Linked DNA regions of Macaca mulatta: region 1 is linked to region 2. Evidence: chromatin contacts called from public Hi-C data. All regions are on one chromosome and are shown on one strand. The core of a region is the stretch at or near the end of the contact, and the rest is flanking DNA. Distances in the headings are between cores, read along the strand shown.

What was found. A called contact is a pair of places that touch in the nucleus more often than the background predicts.
Region 1: a contact with region 2 is called in a Hi-C map of cortical neurons, with 4 times the contacts expected there. The contact joins the promoter of CDK17 here to the enhancer-like site in region 2. A contact is called at or near these places in 4 of 14 Hi-C or Micro-C datasets (blood, cortical neurons, fetal cortex germinal zone and 1 more).

The regions. Positions count from the first base shown.
Region 1 is chr11:103,713,695-103,719,141 of T2T-MMU8v2.0, forward strand. CDK17 (cyclin dependent kinase 17) reads right to left here and starts at 2,343. Exons shown (of 16, transcript NM_001194763.2): 1 at 1,799-2,343.
Region 2 is chr11:103,537,594-103,542,857 of T2T-MMU8v2.0, forward strand. It overlaps ELK3 (ETS transcription factor ELK3), which reads left to right. Exons shown (of 5, transcript NM_001194388.2): 2 at 3,366-3,574. The coding sequence starts at 3,368. Among named protein-coding and RNA genes, the nearest start is that of ELK3, 25 kb to the left of the region's middle. Within about 2 kb of position 3,783, at least 5 of the 40 cell types and tissues checked have an H3K27ac peak or open chromatin away from gene starts, as enhancers often do. A contact at or near this core is called in cortical neurons, where this site is marked.

The sequences.
Region 1 (5,447 bases), core at 1,093-3,592, 170 kb after region 2:
GATAAAGTAACATTCTTTACAGTCCAGCATTCTCTCTCATAACATAAAAAAGAATTTAAGGAATATCCCTTAAATATAGTCACATTATCTTTTGTTTCAACTCACTGTTTATGGAAGCATGCAGATGTCAGAGTTGCAAAAACTGAAATGACTTCATTAACAAAGCAACACCCCAACGTTTAACAAATGTCAAAACCTCACCAAAAAAAAAAAATGAAACAAAACCAATTATATAACCACTAGCAAATTTTTTCCCTTAAAATTTAGTTTAGTCTTATTTCTAGTTTCAAGGGAAGCTTTGTCTACTCAAGGTATCAAAGGTCTTCAAATCCCATTCATTTTCTTCTGCCCAAGAGTTAAGAAAGTCTAAAACAGAGTAAGTCAGATTTGTTACTGGGATCTTCTCACACTTGCCTTTTAAAAGAAATCTTTCAACAAAGACTCAAAAAAGAAACAGCAAAGTTTGGGGAAAGAATTGTCTGTCTTTAGGTCAAGCATTTCCTGATAAGTGACTGAAGGTCTGGCTGCCTGGAATACACTTTGCTCACCCTAGGAATGATCAAGTCTCAAAACAAAACTTGCCTCTTCTTTATGTTGAAAGTGACCTGTTAGGACCTGATACTAATTTGACGAAGAGATGATAGAACATGACCAACGAGGTGTCTTTGGTGGACATATTCATATAAAGGAGGCGAGAGCCACAGATTTCAGCTAAATGCTTTTTGTCACTTTTGCAAAAGAAAAGCTAATTGTTAACGGCCATGTGACATTATAGATCCCAGAAAAGGAAAGGGTGGGAGGAAGAGAGAGGAGTTCAAGGCAGTTCAGGGTCAGAACAAGCTCAGGCATCCTGTCATTAACAAACGTTCCCCAAGCTGAAAGCAAAATACGGCTTACCCGAAAAGGAGTGGGTGAAAAGAAGGGGGAGAATGAGGGGAAAAACCACAGGAGAGTCAATGTGGCAGTGTGGGGGTGATAGGAGGGAGGGAATCTGGAGCTATCCAGCTGAGTTGGGGAGCAAAAGCATCGCGTACAAAAAAGCTGAGAAAAGCAACTGCGACGAAGACGACAGCACGAGGCACCCTCCTCCCCGCATTTTTCCCTCCCCATCGTTTTGCTGGGTTTCCCACATTCCCTCTAGCTCCGCTCCTGACCAACACTCCGGGGTGTGACCTGCCGGCAGGAGGCTGCCCTGATCTTTGTCTCTGCCGACTCCCCACGCGCGGGCTCCTCCTCCTCCTCCTCCGCGCTCCCCACCCGCGCATAGCCCCGGCGTCTCCAAGAAGCTGCAGGCGCCGCGACCGCCGCCTCCTCTCCCACCTCCCGCGGACCCGCGCCCCTTCCTTCCCCTCCCGGGCAGCGTCGTCCGCGCCTCCAGCTCCACCCCCGCCAAGGGGGACCTTTGTGTCTCGGGGGACTTTCTGCCTCTTTCCCGTCCTCCGCCTCGCGGGGAGACCGGCCTCCCCCGCAGACCAAAGCTGCAGCGAGCACCGGAGGCGGCTGCGTCTGTATCTGTCGGCGCCTGCCGAGAAGCAGCTCGCAGACACTCACACCCCACCCGAGCCCCGGAAATCCCCGGGCGACCCAGGGTCCTCGGTGGACCCCAGGGATGACAGGCGCACAACAGCCCCCCGCGCCGCGCCTCCTCGCTCAACTTCCCGGCCGGGCCTGAGCCTCCCGCGCCCCCAGCAGCCCCCGCCCCCGCCCCCGCCCCCGCCTCTGTCCCACGCAGCCTCCCGGCCCCGGGGCCGACCCGACACCAGGGAAAGCGCGGCGCGGACGCCGGCTGCCAACTCACCAGCAAGAGCGGGGACCGCGAGTCCCGAGTCGAGGCGAAGAGAGGCACAGGGGGAAGCGACTCCGCGGACGCCCGCGGAGACCGGATGCAGGTCCGGGTCCCAGCGGCCGGCAGACGTGAGGCGCCTCCGAGCGCAGGCCTCCGCCGCCACAGCCGCCTTCCGGATCTCGCCGCGGGTCCGGAGCCTCGGGAGGGGCCGCGGGTGTCTCACGCGTTGCCAAGTCCCCCGGTCAACATGGCTCCCGCGCCGACGAGCCGCGCGGACGGCCCACTAATCCCCTCGGAGCAGCCGGGCGCGAGCGGGGCGGGCGCCGACGGCGGGCTGAGGCGGTCCGGCCGGGCGCTGGCTCCTAATTCTCCGCGGCTCTGCGGCGGCCCGCGGGGAGCTCAGGAGACTGCAGGCGGCCGCGTTCGCTCCCTGCGTGTGCGTCGCTTTCGCACTCGGCGGCTGCGGATTGACGCCTCCGCCTGTTCCCCGGAGGAGAGCGAGCGCAAGAGAAAAAAGACTTTTATTGAAACGATCCAACCAGCGGCGGCGGAGAAAAGCGACCGGCCGCGGGAGCTTACCCCACCCCCGCCTGAGCCGCTCGCCGGGGGCAGCGCGACCCCTGCCGGCGGCGGCGGAGGCGGGGGCGGGGCCGGCGGCCGGGGGAGGGGCCTGCAGGGCGGGGCGGGAGTCCCCGGGAAACTCCCGACTCCTAAATGCGGGCGTAGGGGGAACGGCGGGAGGGGGCCAGAGGACCCCAGCGGAATAGTGCCTGTCCGCAGCGACTGGGGGAGAAATCATGTGAATAATTCAGCCCCTCCAACTTCCCCCCTGCCCCTCGACTTCCCCCTGCCAAACGAAAACTCGTGCTTCTGTTATACAAGTAATTATTGTACAAGGTGTGTCCATGCCACGGTTCTCCACTGGCTTTCTAGAGAGTCCATGTCAAAAGACCCACACTGAAAGATGTTGATGGCTGCAACTTTTCTCCTTTGTTGTATGTGGGTACGTGGGTACTAGTGCCGCAGTCTTGCACACACACCGCATCTATTCATTTAAACTACAGCACAGTGTTTTGTATATATTATCATGTGCCCGGCAATATGCTGAGTCCCGTAAGGACGGAGAGTCTAGCTGGGATGAAAGGTGATTAACAGCTATCATAAAAATCTGAACGTCATGAGCGGAGAAATACAAGGTGCTATGAAAACAGAAAGGACTACTGTTGCACGGGTTAGGTTTTGTTTTCTTGGGGGAGGCGGGCCGCTAGAGGTTGGCCCAGTTTCTCCAACTGTTTTGACTTTCTCCTTTCCCAGAGGCTAAAAGCTAGTTCAGGAATGAACAGTAGAATGGCAGTGAAGACAAACTAAAGTAATACTGACCCACTTCTTTCCACTAATAAGGATAAAAGCATAAAGTAAAAACAAACTTAAACCCCTAGAGGGAGATAATGAGAGGATTGAAAGGAGAGAGTAGGGACCGGATGTAGACAACATAAACAAGAAAAAAAAACCACATAAAAGTCCTGTGAAGTGAGAAATTTTTTTTCCATGTTAACACCCGGAAGTAGAAGCTGCATTGAAGTTTCAAATCACAGTATGTGCTGAGAACTTCGGAGAATTATCTTTTTGTATTTAGGGATGAATCCTTTCCCCCTTAAAAATGTTGTATGCTGACATCTTTCTCTTATTTTGTTGGGCAAAGTTGAATGCATCTACAGTTATATCCAACGATCGTGTCAATCAGGCTTCTCCCATGCCTCTAAAATTACCAGGACCCGTAAATTAGCAACAATTATGCTCTACACGTATTTAACACTTGTTTACAACCAAGAATGCAAATATACATAACAAGCTTTCCGTTAGAACAAGTGCGCTTTGTTTAAAAGCACTGTTAATGAGGCTTTTTAAATTTGTTCAAGTCAAACTTGGAACTTTATAATATAGCAAGACGTAGCATCACTTTCAGAGTTCTTTTTAAGTTAAACAGAAACACTGATATTTATACAAAGCCTATTTATATGCAAGGATTTTCATATACTTGCCTCATCTAAATTAGTACTTTAGTAAATATCAAAAAAATCACCAAAAAAGGGAGTCTATGAAATGGCATTCTGAGTTTCAGCATTAATACTTATACCTTCATATCATTAGATTAGATTTACTCCATGAGAAATAAAAAGATTATTCTGTCTCACCCTCTCCTCTTTCTACATCTGCCATTAGCATAACAAAGAATTCGTAATTGGGAGGCTGAGGTGGGAGGATCCATTCAGCCTGGGAGACGGAGTTTGCGGTGAACTGAGATTGCGCCACCGCACGCCAACCTGGAAGACTGAGTGAGACACCGTCCCCCCCCCCCCACAAAAAAAGGGAAATTCATAATGAAAACTGAGGTGATTATTTGATTGATTGGTTCGTTCGTTCGTTCTTTCTTTCTTTCTTTTTCTTTCTTTCTTTCTTTCTTTCTTTTCTTTCTTTCCCTCCTCCCTCCCTCCCTTACTCCCTCCCTTCCTCCCTTCCTCCCTTCCTCCCTTCCTCCCTTCCTCTCTTCCTCTCTCTTTCTTTCTTTCGACAGAATTTTGCTCTTGTTGCCCAGGCTGGAGTGCAGTTGCGCGGTCTCGGCTGACTGCAACCTCCGTCTCCCAGGTTCAAGCGATTCTCCTGCCTCAGCCTCCTAAGTAGCTGGGATTACAGGCATCCGCCACCACGCCCAGCTAATTTTTTACGTTTTTAGTAGAGACGGGGTTTCACCATGTTGGCCAGGCTGCTCTCAAACCCTGACTTCAGATGATTCACCCTCATCAACCTCCCAAAATTTTGGAATTACAGGCGTGAGCCACCGCGCCCAGAGGATTTGTTCTTTCAATGAAAAAAAAAAAATTACAGATTGCACAATATTTATTTCATTATTTATTTATTTATTTATTTAAATGAGATGGAGTCTCACTATACCGACAGCCCGGGCTGGTATTAAACTCTTGACATCAAACAATCCTCCAACCTCGACCTCCCAAAGTGCTGAGATTACAGACAGGAGCCACCACCCCTGGCCCATTTATTTATCTATTTTAAAATTTTTATTTATTTATTTATTTTTAGACAGAGTCTTGCTCTGTCACCCAGGCTGGAGTGCAGTGACACAATCTCGGCTCACTGCAATCTCCGTCTCCCAGGTTCAAGCAATTCTCCTGCCTCAGTCTCTGGAATAGCTGAGATTGCAGGCCTGTGTCACCACACCCGGCTAATTTTTGTATTTTTAGTAGAGGCGGGGTTTCGAAATGTTGGCCAGGCTGGTCTCGAACTCATAAACTCTAATGATCCAAAGTGCTGGGATTACAGATGTGAGCCACAGCACCCAGCCCCCTGGCCTATTTAATTACTTTTCTAAACTGATTTAAAATTTAGCCAGGCGCGGTAGCTCACGCCTGTAATCCCAGCACTTTGGGAGATCGAGGCAGGCGAATCATTTGAGCTCATGAGTTTGAGACCAGGATGGCCAAAATAACAAAACCCCGTCTCTACTAAAAATACAAAAATTAGCCAGGCGTGGTGGTGGGAGCCTGTAATCCCAGCTACTCAGTAGGCTGAGGCAAGAGAATCACTTGAACCCGGGAGGTGGAGGTTGTAGTGAGCTGAGATCACACCACTGTACTCCAGCTTG
Region 2 (5,264 bases), core at 2,533-5,032:
CCCCACCCCCACCATTGCTCCTCTGTCTGTTCCCTTTCTACGCTTTCTCCTCTCCTTTTTCTTTCTTTCTCTCCTTCTACCTTTGCCTGAGGCTATGGCCATAGCACCCATGGCTGCCACTTAGCCCATGTGTGGCCTCTGAGTAAAGAGGTGATCAGCCAATCCCTCCACACCTAGTAACATACTTTTTCATGATTTTTTTTTTTTTAGACGGAATTTTCCCTCTTGTTGCCCAGGCTGGAGTGCAGTGGCGCGATCTTGGCTTACTGCAACCTCCACCTCCTGGGTTCAAGCTATTCTGCCCCAGCCTCCCAAGTAGCTGGGATTACAGGCGCAGGCCACCATGCCTGGCTGATTTTGTGTATTTTTAGTAGAGATGGGATTTCATCATGTTGGCCAGGCTGGTCTTGAACTCCTGACCTCAGGTAATCCATCTGCTTCAGCCTCCTAAAGTGCTGGAATTTCAGGCGTGAGCCACCGCAGCTGGCCTTTCTCATGATTTTGAACACAAGCTCTAGAGCGTAAAGACAACGGCACCCCAGCAAAGGGAGAATTTTTTTTTTAAGCCAAGACATCATGTATTTTGTCGCAGTGGTGCTGCGTCACAGGTTGCCGCAGGATCACTGGCTTATGGCGGCATTGATTTTTCTCACAGGTCAGTGTCACTGATGCTGTTTCAGACGCTGGGCGGGTGGGGCTTGGCTTCGGACTTTGGGTTGAGTTCAGGTCACCTCCATGTGTCTCGTTCTGGGGCAGCAGCTTCCTGGCAGCACAGGAGGAAAAGTACCAACTTATGATGCCTCCCAAGACCCCAGCTCGGCATTGGGATGCTGTCACTTCCCCGCATCCGTCTCCTGGCCAAACGCAATCACATGGCAAAGCCCCAATGTCAGCACTCCTCCCACAGCCACTCCAGTGCAGGGCTACACAGTCACCTAAGGAGAGGGGAGTTGAGAACGTTTAACAAGTCTGCCGTATGGGTTCTCATAAGTCATGCCCAGGACGTGGTCTCTGACACACGGGGTTGGATTGCAACGCAAAGTGATTCTGTGATGCACAGGAAGCTCCGAGGAGGCCCGGCAGGTGGAAACGCTAAGTGTAAGATACATGGATAGACGTTTCTCCTGCCCTCCTGTCCCCTTCGGAACGTGATGTCAGTTAAAAGTGGAGGGTGGCAGTGGCTGACCACTTTCCCACCTGGCATGCGAGCAGAGGCCCAACAGCCCCTTCCCTGCAGACCTCCAAACCCACCGGCAGCCTTCTGCCCTTAGGAGCAGATTCATCTGAGCGGGCACTTAAAGTTTCAAAGACATGTTAAAGCTGACTGTCTGACGTGTTTGGCCAAGAAAATCTCAAGAATTTGCGACAACTGTTAGCCATTCTTAGTGCCAGTGAAGAGAAGAAAGTTGTGGCTCATATCCAAGTCATCAGAAGGGTGGTTCATAGGAGGAGTTGAGGCTGGTCAGCTGCCATGCATCCCAGCAAAATGGGGGCGTGCAAGACTCGGGAGATGCAAAGGTGGTTTTGACCCAGCAATGAAATGATAGTGACTGTCTTACAGACCATTGTGGTTAATACTGATTTCTGTGAAGAATATCCCCTTTAAAGAGCCCTAAATAAAATGCCCTGTGGGTAACTGGACAGCCCTCCTAGTCTACTTTCCTTTAATTGAGAGGAGTTGTGGGGTTGACAATATTAGTACAAATAACCCTCCCCAAGGCAATTATTCTGGCTTCCAGGTCTCCCAGAGCTGACCCCCGGGTTGCTGTCACTCCAGGTTCTCTCCCCCAGCCCCCGCTCACCAGGACTTCAGTGTCTCCCTCCCATCTAAGGGGATGATCCCCAGCTCTCTGTGCCACTCACAACAGTTGATCTGTGGCAAAGCTTTTGAGGCCAGTCTAGCCACCTTTTTAAAAATGCAATGAGCATTGATAACACAAATGGATTATTATTATTATTATTACTACTACTACTACTTTGAATCATTACCTATTGTCATGGAAGTCCTCAAATGCCTGAAATTGAGAAACTGCCCAGGAGTGGGGAAAACTTTCCTTGAGAAGGCCCGATTTGAGCTGGGTCACAATGGATGAGAAAGAGTTCAGCAGGCTCCAAAGCTAGGGAACAGCATTTTAGCCGGAAGGAATAGCATTTAAAAAGTTCACACCAGAGTCGAAGGAAAAGGATAACATTGTATAGGTTTTTGTCTCTTCATGGAAGAAATTGCTCTTCCCATCTGTGCACCTGTGATGGTGGCTTTGACCTGCAGCATGATGAGTGCCGGGAAAGGGAAGGTCTCTGCAATTGGCAGTGATTGTTCAGTTTCACAAGCATCCATGGTCTGGGCAGCTTTGAGCATTGTGTGGGTTATCAGAGTGCTGGCAATACAAAGTAATCCAGCAAAGTCCCTTCCTCTGAAGCTCATCACATAGGAAAGGCAGTTACACTTAGACGTATACCACAACCACAGGAGAGATATTGCAGGCACCTGTATAAAGTGCACTTAGCACGGGGTCCAGCATTTTAGTTAGAGACCGACTATATTAGTTCTTTCTCACATTGCTGTAGAGAAATACCCAAGACTGTATAATTTATAAAGAAAAGCGGTTTAATTGGCTCACAGTTCTGCAGGCTGTACAGGAAGGATGATACTGGCATCTGCTGGGTTTCTGGGGGAGGCCCCGGGAAACCTGCAATCATGGGAGAAGGCAAAGGGGGAGCGGGCATGTCACATGGTCAGAGCAAGAGCGAGAGAGCGAGGGCTGAGGTGCCACACACTGTTAACAATGACCAGATCTCATGAGAACTCAGTCACTAACTCAAGTATGGTACCAAGGGAGATGGTGCTAAACCATTCATGAGGAATCCGCCCTTAGGATCCAGTCACTTCCCACCAGGCCCCACCTCCAATGTTGGGGATTACAATTCAACATGAGATTTGAGCGGGGACACATCCAAACTATATCACAGACCCACAAAGAAATTGATAGGATGGGCGGGAATAGACACTTGTGTTAAGTGGGGAACGGTTTGAATGGGGACCCGTTCTGCAAGTGGTCATGTCGTTAATCATGGTTCCACATTATTCCCCATGCATTGCTGTCGCTCGTGGGGACATATGTGGTGAATAGAGGAGGACCACAGGGCCTCCCGGTATTTCTGAATTGTGGCTGCTTACAGAAATGCAGCCAGGAAGCTCCCAGTTCAGAGTGGCCCATTGAGATGGATGTGAAAGCTTACTTTTTATTAGGTTCACCGGGGGAAGGAGGGGACAGCTGCGTTGCCCATTCTGAAGCCCCCGCTGTCCCCGCCAAGTTTGGTCAGCATCGTGACCGCCAGCTCTGACCGGCCTCCTCTCCCCGCAGGTATGGAGAGTGCAATCACGCTGTGGCAGTTCCTGTTGCAGTTGCTGCTGGATCAGAAACATGAGCATTTGATCTGCTGGACCTCGAACGATGGTGAATTCAAGCTCCTCAAAGCAGAAGAAGTGGCCAAGCTGTGGGGACTCCGAAAAAACAAAACAAATATGAACTATGATAAGCTGAGCAGAGCCCTGCGATACTATTATGACAAGGTAAACCCTTGACCTTGCATGAGGCCGTCTTGGGGAGGGTGGAATCCCCTCTGAGTAGTTCCCTGATGAAAGAAGATAATAGCGTGCTATGAATCAAATTAGAAAATAAAACAGGGGCAGTGTATGCCTTCTTTTTGGAGAAAAACTGTGCGGTAGGGATTTTCCCCACCCTCTGGAAGCCCTTTGGATGTTACTGAGGGTCCCATTTTGTTTCTTCTGCTTTTTCGTCTGAGTTTGCTGAAGAACTTTGCTAACAATAGAAATGAGATGCAGGCAGGCTCTGGGGCTTTCCTCATGTTGAATTGGTCGAATGACAGAATGCATGTTAAAATCCAGAAAGTCTGTTTATCCTGTCTGCTTTGTGGTTCAATTAAAGGGACCTTTCCTGGGAGGTGGTAGCTTTGGCAGATTAATTTTTAACAGTTCAGTGCCTCAGTATCCTCATTTATAAAACAGGAATCAGCATAGGAATAATAATAGGAATAGGAATCCTGGCTCAGGATTGTCGTGATGACCAGCCGAGCCATTACATGTTAAGTACTTAGAACACTGCTTGGTACCTGGTGCTTGCAGCTTCATGGGAAACTTCCCTAGTTGGAAGAAAAAACACGTTCATTTTTAAGTCATAGAGATGAGGCAGAGTGCTTTGTTAAGTGATAGTATAAGTATAGCGTGGTTGCCAAAACCAGGACAGCTGGGGTGAGTTTTAATGCATTTCTGGAAAAACAGTTTTAATGTGCTTGCTAGTGCAAAATTATTGCTGTGTAGGAGAACCATTTCTGGCCTGTAATTGTTGGCCATTTCAGTTTGAATCTGTTGTTGCTGCATATTTAGTCTCTAAGACATAAAGAGCTAGAGCCATGATAATGGTAAGCTTTTGTTCTGGTTTTATTGTTCATATTAAAAGGTGAATTAAAAACTGATTTAAATATTAGTTCCTGATCTATATTTAGGGCCTGCTGTCTGCCAACCTCTTTGGAATTTAAGACATAAGGATTATACATTTCAGGAAGTAGAGACATCATTAATTATAAAGTGTTCCTTTTATATGATCGTAATTGCACGTGATTATGTCATTGAAATGCTAAAGGTGCTCTCCTTTAATGTAGCAATTAATTAATCCTGACTTACTGCAGAGTCCTACTAAAATATAAAAGCACTTCTTGCAAATTGCACTGTCTGAAAGCCTCGCAGACGGCTTACTGTTTTGTGTGTTTTCCCAGGTTCTAAGTTCTGCAGTGGGAGCTGGGGCTGCTGAAGGAAAACACTCCCATTGCCTGCTGGCAGAGTGCCTAAAAGCTGGGCTTTGAGACTCAAAAAGCATTTTCGTTGTTTTCAATCATGGTATCAAAAAAAGAAGTCCTCCCTCTGTGTCTGGGACTGGACTCATCTCTTCCGGCCTGGGGCTTTAAGGGTTGTGTCTCTTTAGCATGAAGGGATGTCCTGGGCTGGAAATGACTGCTCACAAAATTAGCAAAGCCATTCTGTTTGGACTACATCTGATCTCCCTTGGGCAGATTTTTAAATCTCCAGAGAGAGCAGTTTCATAGCCTTCAGTCAAGTATGTTCTGGCACTTTCTGTTAGACGTCTAAGGTGCTGTGCTGAGCACTTCTTCCCCTTGTCTCCTTTAAACTTTACAACAGCCCCATAGACAGGTGCTGCCGTCATCATCCTCCTTACACATGTGAG